2 separate regions of the Ovis aries genome follow, and region 1 is linked to region 2. The links are chromatin contacts, called in public Hi-C maps. All regions are on one chromosome and are shown on one strand. Each heading gives the region's core, a stretch centred on a gene start, on an enhancer-like site or on the middle of the called end of the contact. The rest is flanking DNA. Distances are from core to core; before and after follow the strand shown.

Region 1 (4,589 bases), core at 1,738-4,237, 290 kb before region 2:
TAGAAGAGTGACTACTGTTAAGATGGCAATACTCCCCAAACTGATTCCCTGCCTCTTCCCAACTGACTCTGTCAGCAAGAGCACCCCACCTCCCCTTCCTCTTGGATCTGCTGGACCCCCACTCAGGAACCTTAGGGAAACCCATCACTCCACACTCTGCCAGAGCACCCAGTCACTGCCTCCTAGAGGGGCAGAGAGACACACAGTCTCCCATACAGGAGGCAAGGACTTCAGGTCCTATTTTACCCACAAAAGTCCTCAGTGACCAGGTAAGAAGCCACCTAATCGTCTGGACCACAGCTATCATGGGTTCAGTTCAGTTCAGTTCAGTCACTCAGTAGTGTCCGATTCTTTGCGACCCCATGAATCACAGCACACCAGGCCTCCCTGTCCATCACCAACTCCCGGAGTTCACTCAAACTCATGTCCATTGAGTTGGTGTTGCCATCCAGCCATCTCATCCTCTGTCATCCCCTTCTCCTCCTGTCCCCAATCCCTCCCAGCATCAGGGTCCTTTCCAATGAGTCAACTCTTTGCATGAGGTGGCCAAAGTATTGGAGTTTCAGCTTCAACATCAGTCCTTCCAATGAATACCCAGGACTGATCTCCTTTAGGATGGACTGGTTGGATCTCCTTGCAGTCCAAGGGACTCTCAAGAGTCTTCTCCAACACCACAGTTAAAAGCATCAATTCTTCGGTGGTCAGCCTTCTTCACAGTCCAACTCTTACATCCATATATGACCACTGGGAAAACCATAGCCTTGACTAGACAGACCAAAAAGGACAATTTCCAGGGAATTTCCTGGTAGTCCAGTGGTTAGGACTTCATGTTTTTACTGCAGAACATGTGGGTTCAGTCCCTGATCGGGGACCTAAGATCCCACAAGCCATGCAGTATGGCCAAATAAATAAATAAATTTTTTAATTAAAAAAAAAAAGGCCAATCACCAGTAACAGTGAGGATACAGTACACTGGAACCTCACACACACCGCTGATGGGCGCATAAAATGGCACAGCCACTCTGGAAAACAGTCTGGCAGTTTCCCCGAAAGATGGAACCTAAAGTTGTGACTCAGCAATTCCACTCCTACAAAAGACGTCCACACAAATGCATGTCATAGCAGCTTTATATTCATGATAGCCAGAAAGCAGAAACAGCCCATGCCCATCAACTGATGAAGAGAGAGACAAAATGGGATCTGTCCATACAACAAGAAGAGGGTTTAGTCACAAAAAGGAGTGAAATACGGATACATGTTACAGTCGAATAGACCTCAAAAGTACTACACTCAGTGAAAGAAGCCAGTCACAAAGGGCTAAACACTGTATAACTCCAAGTATATGAAATGTCCAGAAGAGGCGAATCCCCAGAGGTGGAAAGCAGACTGGTGGTTGCCTCGGGCTGGAGGAAGGGAGGAAATCGGGGAATGATAACTAATGGGCACAGGAAGCTTCTTTTTAGGGTGATGAAAATACTCTAAACTTGATTGTGGTGATGATTATAAACCCTGTGAATACACTAAAAACCATTGACTTGCACACTTTAAATAAGTGATTTGTATGGTGTATGAGTTACACCTCAAAACAACTGTTATGAAAAGGAGAGAGCAAGGAAACTATAGCCAATATCTTATAATAACCTGTAATGGGAAATAATCTGAAAACATATATATATTACATATATAACTGAATCACCTTGCTATGCCCCTGAAATGTTTTAAGTGAACTATACTTCAATAAAAAATATATATATATATATATATATATAAAAGCAAAGGAGAGATCAAGAGGGCAAGACACGACATGTTAGACCCCCCTGTGGCCCCCGCCCAGGAGTAGCAGCAGCATCTAGGAGCTTGCTAGACACCCAGACCTACAGGAGCAAAGGTCATGCTGGGCCCAGAAACATGCATCTAACATCCTCCAGGTACTCCGGAACCTCCTAAAGTTCAGGGCCCTGGCTTGGAGTATGCAGCGCTCAACTGCTCTTCAGAATTACCTGTTACTTAAGGAAAAGATCCATGCCCTAGCCACCCCCATCCCTAGTAGACCAACTGAATCAGACTCTCTGGGGATGAAGCTCAGGCATGGGCCTATTTTAAAGCTCCCAGGTGAATCTATTGTACAGCCAGGGTGAGAAGAACTGAATTGGAGGGTGTCTCAGGCCCCTCAGCTCTTGGGCTCTTTTCAGAGTTTAGCCTAAGCGCAGCTCACTGGGGCCACCTGGTGGCCACATTGGGGAATGACTCTGTACCCTGCTTCTGTCCCAGACCCTTATCCCCCAATCACCAACACCAGGGATGGGGTTCAGGGGTTCCCCTCTTCCCACAGCAGAGGTTGGCACCATCCTGGCCTTTGGAATAGGGGTAAGTGGCCAGATCTTATGGGGAGGGAACGAGAGTCCTCTGCTGGTTCTGTTTCCATTAGAACACCCCAAACTCCAAAAGCAGCCAGAGCATCTTCTGCACTTAGTCCCAGCCACCCCACCCTCCCCTCCCACTGCCAACAGAGCAGAGCCAGCTTACCCGTCCAATCTCATCTCTGACAATTTCCAACACAACTCTGTTCGTGGGCACCGAAGCACCTTCACCACCTCTGAACTCTCTGCACTTTCCCAGCTCCTGGCCTTTGTACAGGCAGTCCCTCCCATCTGAAGCAACGCTCCCTGGCTCTCCTTACATCAGGACGGTTCAAGGCCTGCTCTGTGGGACCTCTCCTCTCTTCCCGAGGCTCATGCCCTCCTGATGCCCCCTGCTGCACCCTCTGTGTGCCCCACAGTGAGCATCCATGGCTGCAGAGCTCAGAGGAGGGAGGGTCTATCAGCTTTGGTGGGGTGGGGGGACCCCTGGATTGCCTGAAGGCAGCAAAGAGCCAGCAGGGCCAGAAGGAAGAGGCTGTGAAGAGGGGTACTCTGACTGAGTGTGGTCAGCGTCGGGAGGGGACCGGCGGTATTTTGAAGCAGAGCTAGGCATTCCTTTCCTACTACTCAGGCCTCTAGCTACAGAGAGAAGTGGAAGCTTGGTTCTCTACTCTCTCAACGTCTCCTGAGCAGGAAGCACTCGGGCTCTCGGTTCACTGCTGCCACCTGGTGGCAGGATACCAGACCGCCAGGAGGGAGACCCACAGGCAACTCCAAAGGGAGCTGCTGGCCGTGGGGAAAACTATCTCCCATCTTTCAAAGCCCAGCAAAGTCTGAAACTCCTTAACCACTTTCCCCACCCCAAATTTGGTATCCCTTCCAACTGACCCCAGGTGGCCTGCCTCCAGCCAAACATCCTTTCCCCCATCCGTGATCTGATCTGTGACCCTAAGCAAAGGTTGGCCTGGATCAGCTATTCACAACGCGTGCCCAGGGCAGGCTGAGCGTGGGGCTGGCTCGGAGCTGCCCCTTCTTGGGGACCGCTGCCCCACCGCAGGTCAGCACCCATGGGGGTGCTCACTCACTTGGGGCACAGTCTTCTCAAAGCTCCCTCTCCCTTCACAATTGTCCCCTCCCACGCCAGCACCCTCCTCTGCCCAGCAGACAGTCAAGTTCACTGGGTCAGAGAGGAACAGAATTAGACAGGTCAGTATGCTCCACACAGAGACCAGAGGCCGGAGTCTGAGGGCCAGAGCAGCCCCCGTGGGTTATGTGACTGCACCAGCTGGGCCACGTGTGAGAGTGCCTGGGACCATGGTTTACTAAAGGGCTTGTTTTTTCTAAATCGGCTGAAATTCTGAATTTTTATATGAAATCTGGACTTTTATAGAAAACTTCTGATTTGTATAACTGAATGCTCAGTCCCTCAGGCAGCATCAGCTGTGAAAACACTGGATGGCTTTCCTGCCGGATATTAAACAGCCGCTCCCCAGGACCCATCCACCCACCTGCCTCCTGCCCAGGACCCCCAGGGCCTCCTGTGGCCCAGAAACTGGAGGGTGAATGCCTGGCACCACAGGGATTGAGGACAGGGTGTTTCGTCTGAGCAGTCACAGCCTTGACGGATCCCAGGGCCACAGCAGCTGCCGAATCCTCTGAACCTCACCCCCGCACACACCCCACCGAGCACCGCAGAATCCAGCTGGGGAAAGTCAGGGCTGGGCGTGCTTCCACGGCAGGGATCACCCTGACCTCCCGGAGGTGGAGAAGGGCCTGAGAGCCCCTGTGGGTCCTGTGGGGCGCCCTAGCCACCTCTCACCCAGGTCAGCCCCTCCTAGGCTGTGCACGTGGGGACGGCACGCGGGCCGGGGCTCACCTGGCGGAAGGTGCAAATGATGATCTCCCGCAGGTGGTAGTGCATAGGCGTCATGGTCTCGCTGACCGTGTCCAGTGCCGCGTCCACCTCCCTTTTCACCCGGTGCCCGTCGGGCAGCAGCTGCACCACCTTCATCACCACCTGGGGCCAGAGGCAGGGGGTGAGCTGAACAGAAACCAAGTCGGGGGCCTCCAGCGCCAGCAACTGGCTCGCCCACACTAAGGGCCGCACTGGCCCTGATGGCCCCTCACTTCTCAGACAGGGACGGGACCCAAGGGTGTTCCCGGATAGCTCGGAGGCGAGGGCTCCCAAGGGGCTTATTTTTTCAAGCAGCAGGAACCTTGCTTCAAATG
Region 2 (4,465 bases), core at 128-2,627:
ATGGAGACAAGGGAAGGATACTGCCACTAACTGGAAAATTAACTTACTAGGTTTTCATTTAATACAGGGAACATCTCATTTTACACATTAGACATTGTTTTTTGGGGAAAAAGAGTTTAAATCAAAATATCTTTGAGGCACATTATCTTTTATGTCGTAGAAAATCAAGATTATTTAAAGAGGCCCAACCCATCAAAAATTTTAAATAAAACCAGGCATTCTCTGAAATAACTTTGTAATCAAATTAGTGAATAATTATTGCTTAGTTTGAGGATTTTGAAATTTACATAAAAAACCCAACATACAGAACTGGAGATGTAAGTGATGTAAATTATCTGCCCATAACGTCAATCAGACTTTAGCTTTTGGGGGCTGGCTGAACACCATGAAACAGTGGTATAAAAATAAGCTTCAAAGAGCTTGTGCCTGAGAGAAACGTCCTCAAGGGACTCTGAGTTTAGGCCTGGACTTTTCCAATGCTTCCATTTGAAGTCCTAAGGGCATGGGGAGTGTTGGGCAAGCAGAGGGTGCGGACTTAATCCTCTGCAGATAAGGGTGGGAATAACAAGTTACACTTCCTGAGTGCTTACAAGCCAGCTCTTCCTTTCTTTTCCATATTTGCAATTTTTTTGGCCACACCACGTAACACGTGGGATCGAATCCGCACCCCCTTCAGTAGAAGGGCAGAGTCTTAATCACTGGATGTCTAGGGATGTTCCTCCCTAGATGGACGTATCTTCACGTCCATCAACTCGGTTCATCATCCCTGCAACCTTTGAAATCTTTACTCTGACCAGCTCCATTTCCCAGGTGAGAAACTGAGTCAGAGGTTAACAGCAATTTGCTCGATGTCACACGCTAGAAAGTGATGGAGCTCCTACCTAGCTGGGAACCATTGCAGCTTGGTGTCAGTAATATGCCTTAACTTTGCTTAAACGGATCAGAAAACTGCTCCCGCCTGGCACAGATCGTCAGGTAAAGCGGCTGACTCCTATTAAACTTCTTTTGAGATAAGGAATTACTCTGCGGAGAAGGGTGTGTGTCAAAGGTGAGCTCCCAGTGTGCGCGAGATGTCGACAGTCAATTCTTAGGTGGTCCAAGCTGAGAACTGGTTACCCTCCTAGGTCAGAGGCACAAAGCCCGCCAGGTCAGAAGGATCACGGCCAAAGCCGGCCGCCAGCCACGTGGCCCAGCCTGCGAGCTGAGCAATGGTCAGCGGAGGCGCGGCCCGAGGGGGTGGAGCTAGGGCGCCGGGACTCGCCAGCCTTACGAAGTGCGCCTGCGCATGGGGTGGGTGCGAGCCCGCCAGCAGCGTTAAAGGCGGCTCCCCGCCCTGCTCGCCGCGCCAGTCTCCGCAGTGCGCAGGCGCGGAGCTCACTTCTTGTCAGTCGGCGCCGCGTGCGGGTTTGTGGCTCTGTAGCAGTAGCAGCGGCGGCGGCTGGTCTCCGGCACGATGAGCGGCTTCAGCAGCGAGGAGCGCGCGGCGCCCTTCACCCTCGAGTACCGAGTCTTCCTCAGTGAGTGTCGGAGGCCCACGGCCCCTCCCTGCCAGCCCGCCCATTCATTCCCGGGCCTCGCTTCGGTTCCCGCTCCAGCAGTTGCGACCCGCGCTCGGCTCGTTGTCTCGGGCCCCCGCCGGCCTCCTCCTCCGGTCCCGGGGACTTGGGCGGCGGGTCTAGGAGGGCCTGGCCCTCATTTGACACGTCCCGCTCGCGCGTCGGACGGCGTGGATAGGCGTTCCCATTTCACACGCCCGATTGGACCTGAACCTGCGCCAGGCTCGTTTCGCAGGTGTCCGGCTCAGGCAGTGTCTGATGGGAAAAGGACTCCACTGAGCCACCCTAAGTAAGGTGTCTTGGGCTAAGCTAATGCCCGTAAGAGGATTATTCAGTTCGGAGGAACGGGGTGGGGGAGAGGAGGTGATGGTGGTGACATCTTAAGACCTTAATTCCTCCACTGTAGCTCAGATTGTGGGGACCTGGCGGGGTCAAGTCCAGGCCCACGTCCTATAGACGGGGAAACTGAGGCCCGGATCAGGAGCGGTCAGTAGAGGACTGGACCGGTCTCTCTGAGGTCCCAGTGGCGCTTCTGTCTCCCTGACGCTTGGTTTCCCGTAGCCCTGATGCTGGAAAGATGCCTTATGAAACAGAAAGCTGTTCCCCTCCCGTCAAACAGGTGACGTCAGTCGGGCAAGCATGAGTAAGAAAGTGCCAAGTTTTGGCCCCTGGGCCGGGGGATCGCGTCTAAGGGGTACCCACCCGAAGTATGCACTTAAAGGCTGTAGGCTCCGCTTTCCTTTAGCCTCCTAGGTGGGGGAAAGCTATCTCTTGTTTATCTGTATCTTCTTACCATCCCCCTCCCTTCCACCCTTCCAAGATTATTAGAGATAACGGAGGCGTTTCTCTTTTAACTGCTTCACTATTTTGTTCCAGAGGAAATGGGCAGGTGCGTTGAGTTCTATGAGTTCCGGGTATGAAGAGCAGTAAAGAGACGGGAAGAGGGGGTACACGGTTAATATTGAAAGAACAAAGCTCCTAGCCTAAAGTAGCCTCGTATTAGAGGAAAAGGAAAGTGAGCTGTAAAGTTACACAACTAGATGAAGTTCAGACTGCCGTTTAAAATCCAAAAAAGCGTGGGACCTCCCCCACCCATTTTATGAATTGCGGGATTCAGCAACAAGGGCAATGCAGAAACCTTTGACAAATAATTCACTGAGCAGTTTTCTTGGAGTTAGTGTTGGCTCCAGAATCCCTCTGTAGGAGGGACTTAGAGAAATGACTCTAGTTTGAAGGTTCGGGGATGATACAGTATATGTTTTCAAGTTATATTTACAGAAGAAAAACAGTTTTTACTCAGATTATGCATAGGTAGTGAGTACCTAAAATTTTTTTTAATTAAAAAATTAATAGACTTCTTAGCATCCTTCTTTAATAGGAGAAGTTTTTACCTCTATAATGTTAATTTGCCAATCTTTTTAAAACTGATAGTGGGTTGGATCACAAGTCACTGTTGACTCTGAAGGGTCATTGGGGGTGGTCACTGCTCAGTTTTTCCTATTCCACCTTGATTTTTAATCGTGAAGAAATGCAATGTGGACTAAGCCTTAAGTTTCCTAAAGAATAGTGAGGAAGTTTTAGAAGTACTTTTTGGATATGGGAGCTAGTTCTCTAGAATACAGAAATTGCCTGTTAAAGTGAGTTACAACTAGATTATCCTTAAGAAAAATTATGATCTCAGATGGCTCTGTCTCCCTGGAAACACCACTTAAAGCAACATGGTTTATAATTTGACAAATTGGTCCCCTCCCTTCTCCCTGAACCCAGGTATGTCATTAGCTCTGTTAACTGATGTAAGGTCAAACAATTTGCTTGCCTTTTGTATATCAGAAACTGCAGACAGGCTCTGGGGTACACAGGTTTGTAAAGCAGTCCCCACCCTCACCAGAGGTTAGTACCTCCTAGACCCCTAAGGAGCAAGTAGAATGAAAACCTAACCTGGCCTTGGAGCAGTCAAGTATAAAACCAGTTTCTCTGGGGTGGGAATAAAATTTGGCGAGTGATATTGATATAGGGAGGAGAGGGTATGTGGGATATCTCTATACCTTTTTCTCAATTTTATTGTAAATCTAAACATTCTCTTAAAAGAAAAAAAGTCTTGAAAAACGTGTACTTCATGCATCTGGAAATGTAATTAACCAATAAAAGTAATATTTTCTAATTGATTTTGCAGAAAATGAAAAAGGACAATATATCTCTCCATTTCATGATATTCCAATTTATGCAGATAAGGTAAGACCTCATTCTCTGACCATAGTCTTTTTGCTCAGCTCAGTTAGTTTGACATGCGGATTTTCTTATTTGTCTTAACAAGTGCTTAAAATGCCTCATTGTGCTACGAGTTAAAGGTGCATTGACTAAAAAGGATACTGTCTTCGATTCAGATTTTTTTGGTTAGAAGAAGCAGCTATAATTTGGAGAAGGAGCAGAGGAACAGAAACAAATGTATTGAAGCTGCCTGGGTTAAAAAAAAAAAAACCCACCAGAATTGCTGGTAACTCTTTCAGTTTTTATTTTCATTTTTGCCTTTTTATATTTCCTCATCTCTTTGCAAAGAGCATGTATTATTTGTGCAAATTTAAATAGTTTTTTTCTTAAGCCATTGCTTGTTTTATGCTCCCTCCCAATAGGAAAAGTTTATATATATTTAGTTTATACATACAAGGACAAATGTCTGATTCCTTTTTATACCTTTAAGGTTTTTTGTTTTTTATTCAGCCAGGAAACTTGACCCACAGTGAGTGCAAATCTTTTAGATGTTAATACATAATACCTGTGAATATCACATTCCAGTGTTTGTCTAGAATAATAAAGATGAAATCTTATCCTTATGTGTGCTGAGTCTTACTTTTTTTCTGTGCTGGACTATCAGAAATAGATAAATTAATTGTACTTCTACCAGAAAGATT

What was found. Hi-C and Micro-C count contacts between places; a contact is called where the count stands out from the background.
Region 1: a contact with region 2 is called in a Hi-C map of skin fibroblasts, with 2.6 times the contacts expected there. The contact joins the enhancer-like site here to the promoter of PPA1 in region 2. A contact is called at or near these places in 3 of 16 Hi-C or Micro-C datasets (muscle, skin fibroblasts and tail adipose tissue).

Annotation. Positions count from the first base shown.
Region 1 is chr25:25,946,454-25,951,042 of ARS-UI_Ramb_v3.0, reverse strand. It overlaps PALD1 (phosphatase domain containing paladin 1), which reads right to left. Exons shown (of 20, transcript XM_027962462.2): 18 at 4,237-4,377. Among named protein-coding and RNA genes, the nearest start is that of PRF1, 46 kb to the left of the region's middle. Within about 2 kb of position 2,987, at least 8 of the 54 cell types and tissues checked have an H3K27ac peak or open chromatin away from gene starts, as enhancers often do.
Region 2 is chr25:25,653,400-25,657,864 of ARS-UI_Ramb_v3.0, reverse strand. PPA1 (inorganic pyrophosphatase 1) reads left to right here and starts at 1,377. Exons shown (of 9, transcript XM_060406860.1): 1 at 1,377-1,517; 2 at 3,730-3,788. The coding sequence starts at 1,454. NPFFR1 (neuropeptide FF receptor 1) reads left to right here. Exons shown (of 5, transcript XM_027962137.2): 5 at 1-1,323.